Linked DNA regions of Pan troglodytes: region 2 is linked to region 1. A link is a contact called in public HiChIP or PLAC-seq data. All regions are on one chromosome and are shown on one strand. Each heading gives the region's core, a stretch centred on a gene start, on an enhancer-like site or on the middle of the called end of the contact. The rest is flanking DNA. Distances are from core to core; before and after follow the strand shown. Region 1 holds the start of PKP2 (plakophilin 2). Region 2 holds the start of YARS2 (tyrosyl-tRNA synthetase 2).

Region 1 (5,608 bases), core at 1,267-3,766:
TACTCCCACCTGGGCAACAGAGCGAGGCCCCATCGCAAAAAAAAAAAGAAAAGAAAAGGAAGTGGATCTCTGGGGATGCTGAACATGTCTAATGTACTACTTATTGTTTAACTTTTACAACAACACTATTGATATGGTTTGACTGTATCCGCACCCAAATCTCATCTTGAATTGTAGTTCCTGTAATCCCCTTGTGTCATGGGAGGGACCCAGTGGGAGGTAATTGACTCATGGTGTGGATGGTTTTATAAGGGATTTCTGCCCCTTTGCTCAGCTTTCATTCTCTCTCTTGCCACCCTGTGAGAAGGTGCCTTCTTGCCGTGATTCTAAGTTTCCTGAGGCCTCCCCAGCCTTGAGGAACTGTGAGTCAATTAAACCTCTTTATAAATTACCCAGTCTCATGTAGTTCTTCACAGCAGCGTACAAACAGACTAATACAACTATGTAGTAGATACTTTTATTGCTCCCATTTATAGATAAGAGAATGTACAGAGGTATAAAAATCTAAAGAAACTTGCTTGTGGCCATATACTTACAAGGGGTAAGCTAAGGTTAAAACCTAGATTTTCCTCACTCACAAGCTGTGCTTTTAATCACCTTCCCTCCCCTCAAATCACCTAACAATCCAACAACAAGATTTCTATGTGCCCAATTATTGGTACCTACCCAACAGGATAATCAATTCCAACAACACACTTTAAAAAAATTAATTTGAGAGGAAAAAAGTATCTGAGGTTTGGCTCATTAAAATAAATGAGAAAAATTCCTCTCTAGTCTCCTGGTGAGGAATCTAATTGGAGGCAGAGCTGACATTTTAAGTCATGGCTCTTCAGGTACAAAACAACAAGGAATGCCCCAACTGACCCTGTATGGACAGATACTGAAATTGTCTCTCAAAGCAGCAGATTCTGGTCTGCCAGAAGAGGCCATGAAAAGAGAGAGAGAGAAACAGGAATGTTGCTGGACGTTTCTATCATCACTTACCTTCAGTTCACCCCTCTCTTTTCAATTACATCTCAGCATCATGGTTGGATGTTTCCACCTGGCTACATAAGCAAGCTTTACACAAGGTGTAATTTGCCTAAATAGTGGTCCATTCTATTGGGGTGGGAGCAATTGCTTCCAGGACTCACATCCATATGGCTCCCACTTAGCCATGTGGCCTGCTGACAAAGGGTGGCGGAACTGTCACTACTCTGTTGTCCACGCTTTCAGTCCTTTGGTTTCCTCTTCACTCCCTGGACGCTCATGTAAAAAGGGAGGCCATATACCTGTGCATTGTGTGTCTAAGCATTCAGTGTGTGTCTAAAGGCAGAAGGGTGTGGGTAGGAAAACAAAGACGAGGGAAGCTGCGTTCTCCAAACACTTCAGACTTGAGTAAGTGGGGTTTTGCAGCAATTGAGTGATTTGAGGGAAAGTGAACATACAAACCCAAGCAATCAAAGGGAATATTATCTTAATACCAGGGATACATGTTTTTCTTTCTGCCTCTTAAGTCCAAAGAGGCAAATCAGGACAAGTGGCTTTGGTTGTAAACTTTAAGGTCAAGGATCCTTTCTGTTGAGCTTAGCTCTCAAGTTCTCAGTAGTCAACTGCGGTGAAACATAATTAATAGCACGATAAATACAAGTTGTGGAAGATTCGATTGAAAGTTGGAGGCCCTCTCCGTGGATCTCTCTACAAAGAGCCTGTAATAAAGAGGACTTAATCAACGTTAGCAGGGCTATTTAAAAAGCATCGTCTATTAAAATTCATTTCTTCTCTAGAGCCTCTTGTTGGGAGTTTCTCTGTGTGGGTGTGTTCGTAAGAGAGGAATGGGTTAGCAAGAGTACTGGGTACAATTTGTGTATCCAAGAGAAAACAGAAGCTCTCAATGAGGAAGAACATATGTTTCTGGGACTGCATCTGTGCAAAAAGTACATAGTCCTGACGTTGTACTAAGAAAAAAACACTCTCTTTAGAAAGTCTTTTATTTCACACGTTATCTTCTTGGCACATTTCCCTCATATTGCCCTTTCCGCCTGACCAAATAGCCCTTTCTCACCCTCAGGTCCAGGAAAACCAGGAAACGTTTCCAACAGTGCGACAAAGCCTGACTAACCAGACATACTACTCGCTCGGGGATCCCGGAGGCAAGCCTCAGTCCAAGAACAGGAGTGACTCTCGAGGGCTCACCTGCCTGCAGGGCAGCCCCTCCCTGCATCGAGCGGAAATCCATCCTGTCCAGCGCGGGGCGTGGGCAGAGCGGGGCGCGGCCCCGGCAGGCGGTATCCGCTGGGACTCCGACAACGTGCGCGACCCCAGGCGAACCGCGCCCCTCTCCCCACCTCCCCGCGGGCGGGTACAAGTCTCCAGGTGTCCGCGCGCTCAGCGGGGCCGGCCCGCCCCCGCCCCCGGTCCCGACTGCGCGTGCCCGGCCGAGCCGCGCCCCCTCCTCAGGGAAGGCCGGGCGTCCGGCCCACGAGGCCGAGCTCCCCCCCGGCCCCGGGCCTCTCACCGGCGCGGGGGGCGGGCCAGGGGCGGGGCCGGACTCGAGCGGGGCGGGGCTCGCGCCAGCGCCCCCAGCTCCGCGGCGGCTTCGCCCGCGAGTCCAGAGGCAGGCGAGCGGCTCGGTCGCCCCCACCGGCCCCATGGCAGCCCCCGGCGCCCCAGCTGAGTACGGCTACATCCGGACCGTCCTGGGCCAGCAGATCCTGGGACAACTGGACAGCTCCAGCCTGGCGCTGCCCTCCGAGGCCAAGCTGAAGCTGGCGGGGAGCAGCGGCCGCGGCGGCCAGACAGTCAAGAGCCTGCGGATCCAGGAGCAGGTGCAGCAGACCCTCGCCCGGAAGGGCCGCAGCTCCGTGGGCAACGGTGAGTGGAGCCCGCCGCTCCCCGGCGCCGCCCCCTGCCCCACACCCGGTCACCTCCTCCTATCCCGCCCTCACCCCGCGTGCTGGGAGTGCGGGGCCCCGTGTTCTGCCCACCTGTTGCTCGCCGTCTTCGGTATGACCGACTTGCTTGTGGAAAGCACTCTTTTCCATAACTTATTACTCAGCTTTGTCATATAGGTACCTATGTATATTAAATATTGTACATATCTATCAATGTTAAATAACTCACTTCAAGATTTCACCCCTTTCTTTTTCTACTCCGCCGGTCCGCGCCCCTCACTGGTGCGGACTTAATTTGAAGGTTCAGGGAGTCTATAAACACCTTGAGATGCTATGCAGAATTTTTGGTGTGTACGATCTTTTTCTGGGAGAAGGAGCCCTTCACTTTTATTAGATTTGTTAAATAATTAATGACCCCCATAAATATCTTGGGGAAAAAAACCGACAGCACTGGCGCTCCTACAACCTATAAATTGGGATTGTGCTGTCTTGTGCAAGTACTTCGGGGCGCTCCACCCTGTGTGGGAGGCGAGTGGTGGATCTAGGGAGTGAAGAAAAGTAGCTAGGAGGCTTTGGTCCAGGGAACAAACACGCCGAGGAGGAGGTAGGGGACTTTGGCCCTGCCGGCAACAGCCGTGCCCGCCTAGCTGCGCTTCCTACCCCCACCAGTGCGGGCGTGGTGCAAGTCTGATCCCTCCAAAAAATTAAACCCGAAGGTGAAAGGGGTGTAAGCACACACATGCACACTATGTTCATGATTGATAGACGGGGGAGGTGGAAGGGAAAGAAGATGGCAAGCCACTTGTGAAAATTAGAGATCATGATGTATCCTTTTCTCCCCTGCTGAAGTCAGGTGATGGGATCAACTCAGTGACCCTTGTTTTACTTCTTGTTGTTGTGTATGTGAGTTTGCATTATAAAAGCACTATGTTGGCTTATAGCAAAAAGAAGAGGAAAGAAATTGAGCAATTAAGTTGGAATATCTGTTTCCTGCAACGTTCAGTTGTTTCTGTATGAAGTAACTTGGGTATTGGCGAATGTAGGCTAACCCATTCTAATTTCTATTAGGAAAACAAAAATTCTAACAGGCCAGACCACAGATTTCAAACAGCAGAGTCTGGGAGGCTGTACTGTGTGTGTAAAAGAATCCTAAAGGATCAGGTAGTCAATATTAACATACTTGAAAGGTAAAGAGAAGATGTTCAATGATCGTAGTTAATATAACTGAGTGCACACTATGTGCCAAGAATTGGGCAATGTGGTTTGCATTCATTTGAGATATATATATATATATGTATTTAAAAACTTGTGAGTTAGGTATTTTCATCCTCATTTTACAGATGAGGAAACTAAGCAGTTAAGTAACACTGAAGCTCTAACAGATGGTAAGTGGTAGAGCTGGTATTTAAACTCCCAAACCTGAATTTTAAACTTATCAGTTTTATCATTAAGTTTTAAAATGATTAATACAAAGTGGGATTTGTTAGATGCTAAGCCTCTCCGTGTCCCCCTCCCATTTTTCTTTAAATAAAATTGAGGAAGTTCTGAAAGGCTGGGGAGGTCTAGAAAACACAGAACTGCTGCAATACATGGAGGGAAAGACCTTATATTTATTTAGACTTAGGGGTCTGACTAAAGACTGCAGGATGAGTGAGGCCAGTCTTTGAAAAGTGGAGCCATTACACCCATTCATTCTCTGTGCCCATAGGTCCAGTGCTAAACTGAAACCAAATCAGCTTCCCCTGCGTAGGAGACACAGGAGGCATATTAGATATTCTTTCTTATCCTCTGAGAATGGCCAGCTAGGAAGAGAGCAAGCAGATACAACTCTTCCATAAATGGAGGGAATGGAGCCATGAACAGAAGAAAAGGGAATGTTGCTGAGCATCTACTATGTGCCTATTCCAGAATCTTCATTATATCCTTGAAACAATTGTTGAGATAGATATGAGAATCCATCTCACATATGAAGTATGTGTCTGTCAGCAATGGTTGGAAATTTAATCCCAACTCCACACATAATCTGTTCTTTCTACAAAGTAATGCATCACCTGTGTGGTGAATTCAGCAAGCATCAAATGAGTGTGTTCTTCATGCCGGGAGCTGTGCAGGTGCTGAATTAAACACAAAGACTCTGCTTGCTTTAAAGCAAAAAGTTTGAAGAAGGAAGCCAACCGCTAGAAAAATACATTACCAAATAAAAAGTAGTGAGTGACCCAAAAGGATGGCTAATGTATTATGGAGTTTAGAAGTGTAAATTGGCTGGGCGCAGTGACTCATGCCTGTAATTGCAGCACTTTGGGAGGCCCAGGCAGGAGGATCACCTGAGGTCAGGAGTTTGAGACCAGCCTGACCAACATGGTAAAATCCCATCTCTACTAAAAATACAAAATCAGCCGGGCGTGGTGGCACATGCCGGTAATCCCAGCTACTCGGAAGGCTGAGGCAGGAGAATCGCTTGAACCCGGGAGGTAGAAGTTGCAGTGAGCAGAGATCTCGCCATTGCACTCCAGCCTGAGCAACAAGAGCGAAACACCGTCTCAAAAAAAAAAAAAAAAAAAAAAAAAAAGTAAGTTACTCCTGGTGGCAGGAAATTTTGAAAAGCTTCCTGGAGGTAGATCTCAAAAATTCAGTAGGACTGGACATAGGGAGGTGACTGGAGAAAGATTATTCTAGGAGGGAACAGAATGAATATTTCACAGTTCACAGAGTTGATATGGTAGAACAAAGGGCAC
Region 2 (5,608 bases), core at 2,145-4,644, 140 kb after region 1:
GGGATTACAGACGCCCGCCACCACGTCTGGCTAATTTTTGTATTTTTGGTTGAGACGGGAGTTTCACCATGTTTGTCAGGCTGGTCTCAAACTCCTGACCTCAGGTGATCTGCCCGCCTCAGCCTCCCAAAGTGCTGGGATTACAAGCATGAGCCACCATGCCCGGCCGTAACCCGGCATGGTTACGTAGGTTTACAATTATAGGTTTACAATTTCTATTTCTTGTTCCTATCCACTCCCTTTTGCATCTGATGTCACCAATAATGTTCTCCAAGGGAAAAAAAAAAACAGAAAACACAAATAAGAATTATATTTTATAGTGATTATAATGATCAGAATTCCTCAGACTTCTTTCTGCTGTCATTTTGCTGTGACGTTCGGGCAGCTCATATTTCAGCCCTAACCAGATCTCTGCTGTAATCTGAATATATATTTAATACTATGCTAGAGATAGAGAAATTTTCAAAGTTAAGTAGAGATCAGTTAAAATACCATTACTGTTTACTCTGTGTCTTTTGAATTCTATTATATTTATATTTGTTTACATTTTGAAAACCAAGCCATTTAAAACAGGGATCCCTTCAAAGAGAACATTTATGTGGCATTTTGTTGCAGGAAAAGGTAACTGTAAAACACATGTGCCTCTAATTCAAGGCCAGTTAACCTCAAGTTATTACAGTTGAGATAAATCATATTTTTAAAAATACTTTTTAACCCTTGTTCACTCACTTTTTAAGCCAATAAAAACAGCAAGAATTAACTTGGTCACTTTTTTGTAACCCAAATGCAAACCATGGGTGCAATCCCATCAAATTTTAGCCACGGATATAATTCCAAAGGTTTGGAAGTCCCATCTTCTACTATTGCTCCTGTCTTTGGGACAAAGCCCAATTTCCCCTATAATACCAACACAAATTATAAAAAGAGAGTAATTGATCTGACTGTATTTTCCAAACTTGTTGCTTGTTACTGTCATTGAGCTACTGTCAAGTCTCATCTAGCACCTCCTGTGACACCACCTTTTTTTTTTTTTTTTTTTTTGAGACGGAGTTTGGCTTTTGTTGCCCAGGCTGGAGTGCAATGGCATGATCTCGGCTCACTGCAACCTCCACCTCGTGGGTGCAAGCGATGCTCCTGCCTCAGCCTCCCAAGTAGCTGGGATTACAGGCACGCGCCACCATGCCTGGCTAATTTTGTATTTTTAGTAGAGATGGGGTTCCTCCATGTTGGTCAGGCTGGTCTCAAACTACCAACCTCAAGTGATCCGCCCACCTTGGCCTCCCAAAGTGCTGGGATTACAGGCGTGAGCCACCGCACCCGGCCCGACACCACCTTCTATATCAGACTTTGCTGCCTCTTCATGAGATGCAACTAAACTTAAGAGACAAAGCAGAGCTCAAATCTATTTTTAAAAGACTTTATAATAAATTTTAATCCCAGGTAGAAATTTTCTATTTCTCATTATCCACAAAATTCTTCTCCATTAAGCACAGGTCATCAAGTAACCCTGACATCAAGTAACCCTGGCATACCGTTGTAACAAGTAGGATTTTCAAATTACTAACACGCCTGTAAAAGCCAGAGAGTTGTGTGTCACCAGAAACACATGTGTGCCCTATGTATTAAGGTACCAAATAGAAAGCACCGTTTGCTGTGTGTGTGACAGTACTGATTCCATGTTAGAGGAAAGCTTGCTTATTTGAATACAATTATTGCTTTGCTTGATTTTGTAGATCATTCACTAAAATCAGCCTCAGAAAAACAGGATCTTGAACAGAGATAAAAAAAAAAACCTAGATCAGCCTCTCTGTGAATGGGCTGACCGACCTAATAAGAATAGGCTGATGGTACCTGCAGAAAGTCACAAAATATTGACCAAGAAAGCAATGATTTACTGCCGACCTGAGACTGCACACGTTTCACAAAAATCTTTTTATCATCCTTTCTCTTAATTGCCCTTAAAAACCAGAGGTGGTCTTTGAACGCTAGCTCACTGCATCCCTCGGGGTTGCTGGTCTCTTGAATAAAGCTAACTTTACTTTCACTACAGCTCTTCTCTTGGGTTTTTGGCTTTCAAGTGACAAGTGGCCCAGATGTGAGTTTCCTTACATGTGCTCAGGAGAATTTCCTGCCATACCTACTGAAATCTGTCCCTGATCAAAGTGGTGGACCATACGACTGCAGATTGGCCTTGCAAAGTAGCTCGTGCCTGTAATCCCAACACTTTGGGAGGCAGAGGTGGGAAGCTTGCTTGAGGCCAGGAGTTTAGGACCACCCTGGGCAAGACAGTGAGACCCCCGTCTCTACAAAAACAAAAAATAAAAATTAGCCAGGCATGGTAGTCCACACCTGTAGCTCCAGCTACTTGGGAGGCTGAGGCAGGAAGATCGCTGGAGCCTAGGAGTTCAAGGCTGCAGTGAACCATGATCCTGCCACGGCACTCCAGTGTGGACAACAGAGTGACACTTAAAAAAAAAAATACACTGAAGATCAACAGGTTATGATTGCAAATTTTAAGATATTTTGAATAATAACATGAAAGAACACACTATTTTCTTAAGCAGTTGGGAGTATGTTTAATAGCCTATTGAATGAGTATCTCAAAATCCTATTGAAGTTACTATTTGGCAATGAGAAACTAATTCACTGATAATTATACATGCAAAGAAACTAATTATTAAAATAAGTTTTCATTTTGTTAGATAACTTTATAACGTTAAAAAATGGAAAAGTCCTGTAGGGAATGATTTGGAACATGGCCCAGATCCCAGTCACAGGACCAAGGCACTCAATCCCCCAGCTGCTGGGAGTGTTGGTTGCTTATTGCTCACAGCGGAGTCCCTTCCTGCACATCTCACTCTCCAAAAGCCTTAACCCAGCGTTTTGCTTCCTCCCCAGAAACATCCCACATTTAATGAGCAGTCAGTAAGAGGGTCTAAAGGTCTGCCCCCTGGCCTCAATTCAGGATGACTCTGAAAGGAAATCCCGGCTCCAGAGCCCTTACTGGATTGCCTGAGGCCTCTATTACAAATTGTTCACAGTTCCACTTCTTTCTCCCTCCGCCCAACCCGGCCTCCCTCACTCCATTATAGGTGTTGTTCTTAAGAGCACACTCCAATTACCCTCCTGCAAACCAGTCTCCCCCCCAACTCAGAGTCCAGGGAATTCTACCTAAGATGATTTTGAAAGCGGTCCTAGAAATCAGGCTCTAACATGGGATTTTGAAGCTAGATCACCTGCCAGCCAGCTGCCGATAAGAACCTCATCCCTGGTCAGTATTCAGAGCACCTGTCACGCTGCACGATGTGATTACTAATTTGAATCCACTCATGCTAAGCTGTGTCCCAACCTAGTTAACTGTATTTAAAATAAATAAACCACAGGACTTGATGCATGTACTTTATTGCACTGAGTTTTTCTTGCTATACCTTGGACAAGACTGCCACCTCCTGGAAGAGTTGATGAATACTGGGGACTGAGGTGCAATTAGGGAATCGGTACTATGAAATTGCTTGCGTCTCAGCAGCAACTCCCTATCCCTCCGCGAAGTTAAACCAATTCCTAACCTTTCTCAACCTCTGTGAGCAGCTTTTTGCATGGAACCAAGACTTCAAAGAACTTGCGCATCACAATCTTTTTACGTGAAAATGTAAATACAAGTCAGCATTTGTGAAGCGTTATGTGCCAAATGCTTTAATTTTTAAGGCTCACAACAGCCTTATGAGGTAGGAACTATCATAAGCAGATCCACACTGCTGATGGAAAAATTAAGTTTAAGGGAACGTAAGGCGACGGCTCTGAGGCGGAATCGCCACTTGGAGTCGGGACTCAACTGCTGAGAGCGCAAGCTCCGTAACTACGTAACCGTCTCGGGCATGCGCAGAAAAACACTGAAGCACCTTCCCTAGGAGCTGTAAGTAGGTGGGTGTGGTGGGAGTCTTTGCAATCCCAGCATTCCCTTCGTGCCGCCACCAAGATGGTGGCGCCCATCTTGCGGTCCTTTTCCTGGGGCCGGTGGTCTGGTACCCTAAATCTCTCAGTATTGTTGCCCTTGGGGCTGCGTAAGGCCCACTCGGGCGCTCAGGGGTTACTGGCAGCGCAGAAGGCTCGAGGTCTGTTCAAGGACTTCTTCCCGGAGACGGGGACGAAAATAGAGCTCCCAGAGCTCTTCGACCGTGGCACGGCGAGTTTTCCCCAAACCATTTACTGTGGCTTCGACCCCACGGCAGACTCGCTTCATGTGGGTCATCTACTTGCGCTGCTGGGCCTGTTTCATTTGCAGCGAGCGGGCCACAACGTGATCGCGCTGGTGGGAGGCGCCACGGCGCGCCTGGGAGACCCGAGCGGCCGTACCAAGGAACGCGAGGCGCTGGAGACAGAGCGCGTGCGAGCCAACGCGCGAGCTCTGCGCCTAGGGCTTGAGGCCCTGGCGGCTAATCACCAGCAGCTTTTCACTGATGGGCGCTCCTGGGGCAGCTTCACTGTGCTGGACAACTCGGCCTGGTACCAGAAGCAGCGCCTGGTGGACTTCCTGGCGGCAGTGGGGGGTCACTTCCGCATGGGGACGCTGCTGAGCCGGCAGAGCGTGCAGCTGCGGCTCAAGAGCCCCGAGGGCATGAGCTTGGCCGAGTTCTTTTACCAGGTGCTCCAGGCCTATGACTTCTATTACCTCTTCCAGCGTTATGGATGCAGGGTCCAGCTGGGCGGATCTGATCAACTAGGCAACATCATGTCCGGATATGAGTTCATCAACAAGTAAGTGCCTTTAAACCTTGGGGAAATCCTGGGACCAAATAATTTACACACTAGTAGCCTGTGATTCACTCTTAGGATTGTAGTTGCTGCCCTTCGTTCCAGCTCTTGTTGGTTTTATCCCCATTAAGGCTCTATAATGGCGTTAATAACACTGGCTAATAAGAATTAAAGGGCTGAATTAAGGATATTAAGAGTAAAGGGTGTATTCTAAAAATTAGCTGGGCGTGGTGATGCACGCCTGTAATCCCAGCTATTCGGGAGGCTGAGGCAGGAGAATCTCTTGAACCCGGAAGGCGAAGGTTTCAGTGAGCCGAGATCGCGCCACTGCACTCCAGCCTGGGGCAACACAGGGAGACTCCGTCTCAAAAAAAAAAAAAAAAAAAAAAAAAGGGAAACAGACCACTAGTGAAGATTTGGTCGGTCTGTTTTGCTTCGCCTAAGTCGTCCTCTCTAATTAGAGAAACTGCTTTTGTGTGTTTATACCAGAACGTGACTGGGCCTCCTTGAGTAGCTAGCCTCTGCTTTAGCTCTGCACCCTCCATGAAACTAGTGTTAGTCCTTGGTTGGTATCTCAAAAAGTTTTTTCAACTCCAAATAATTGACAAGTAATGCGGGTCTAATAGCATTTTCTTGAGAGAGGTGAAGGATAGGGCTAGCTCATGTGCAACAGAGCAAAGCACATGTTTAAAAGGCGTTTAGAAGATTTCCTTTAGTGTCTCTTCCTGACACCCCTTCACCCAGTTTTCTCCTTCCCACTCAGCCTTTCAAAATCTCTAGTCCATTGTTATGTAGCACTTCCCCTTGGCCTGCCTAGAACCTGCCTGGAACCACTCATGAGGTTCAGAATGAATAG

The links. HiChIP or PLAC-seq counts read pairs in DNA pulled down with a chosen protein or histone mark.
Region 2: an H3K4me3 HiChIP or PLAC-seq map of stem cell-derived excitatory neurons shows a contact between it and region 1, with 5 times the contacts expected there. The contact joins the promoter of YARS2 here to the promoter of PKP2 in region 1. A contact is called at or near these places in 1 of 7 Hi-C or Micro-C datasets (stem cell-derived neural progenitor cells) and 1 of 1 datasets of contacts at active chromatin or transcription factors (stem cell-derived excitatory neurons).

Annotation. Positions count from the first base shown.
Region 1 is chr10:62,584,158-62,589,765 of NHGRI_mPanTro3-v2.0_pri, forward strand. It overlaps PKP2 (plakophilin 2), which reads left to right and starts at 2,517. Exons shown (of 13, transcript XM_016923663.3): 1 at 2,517-2,853. The coding sequence starts at 2,631. It also overlaps the pseudogene LOC473355.
Region 2 is chr10:62,725,485-62,731,092 of NHGRI_mPanTro3-v2.0_pri, forward strand. It overlaps YARS2 (tyrosyl-tRNA synthetase 2), which reads left to right and starts at 3,395. Exons shown (of 6, transcript XR_010148052.1): 1 at 3,395-4,755.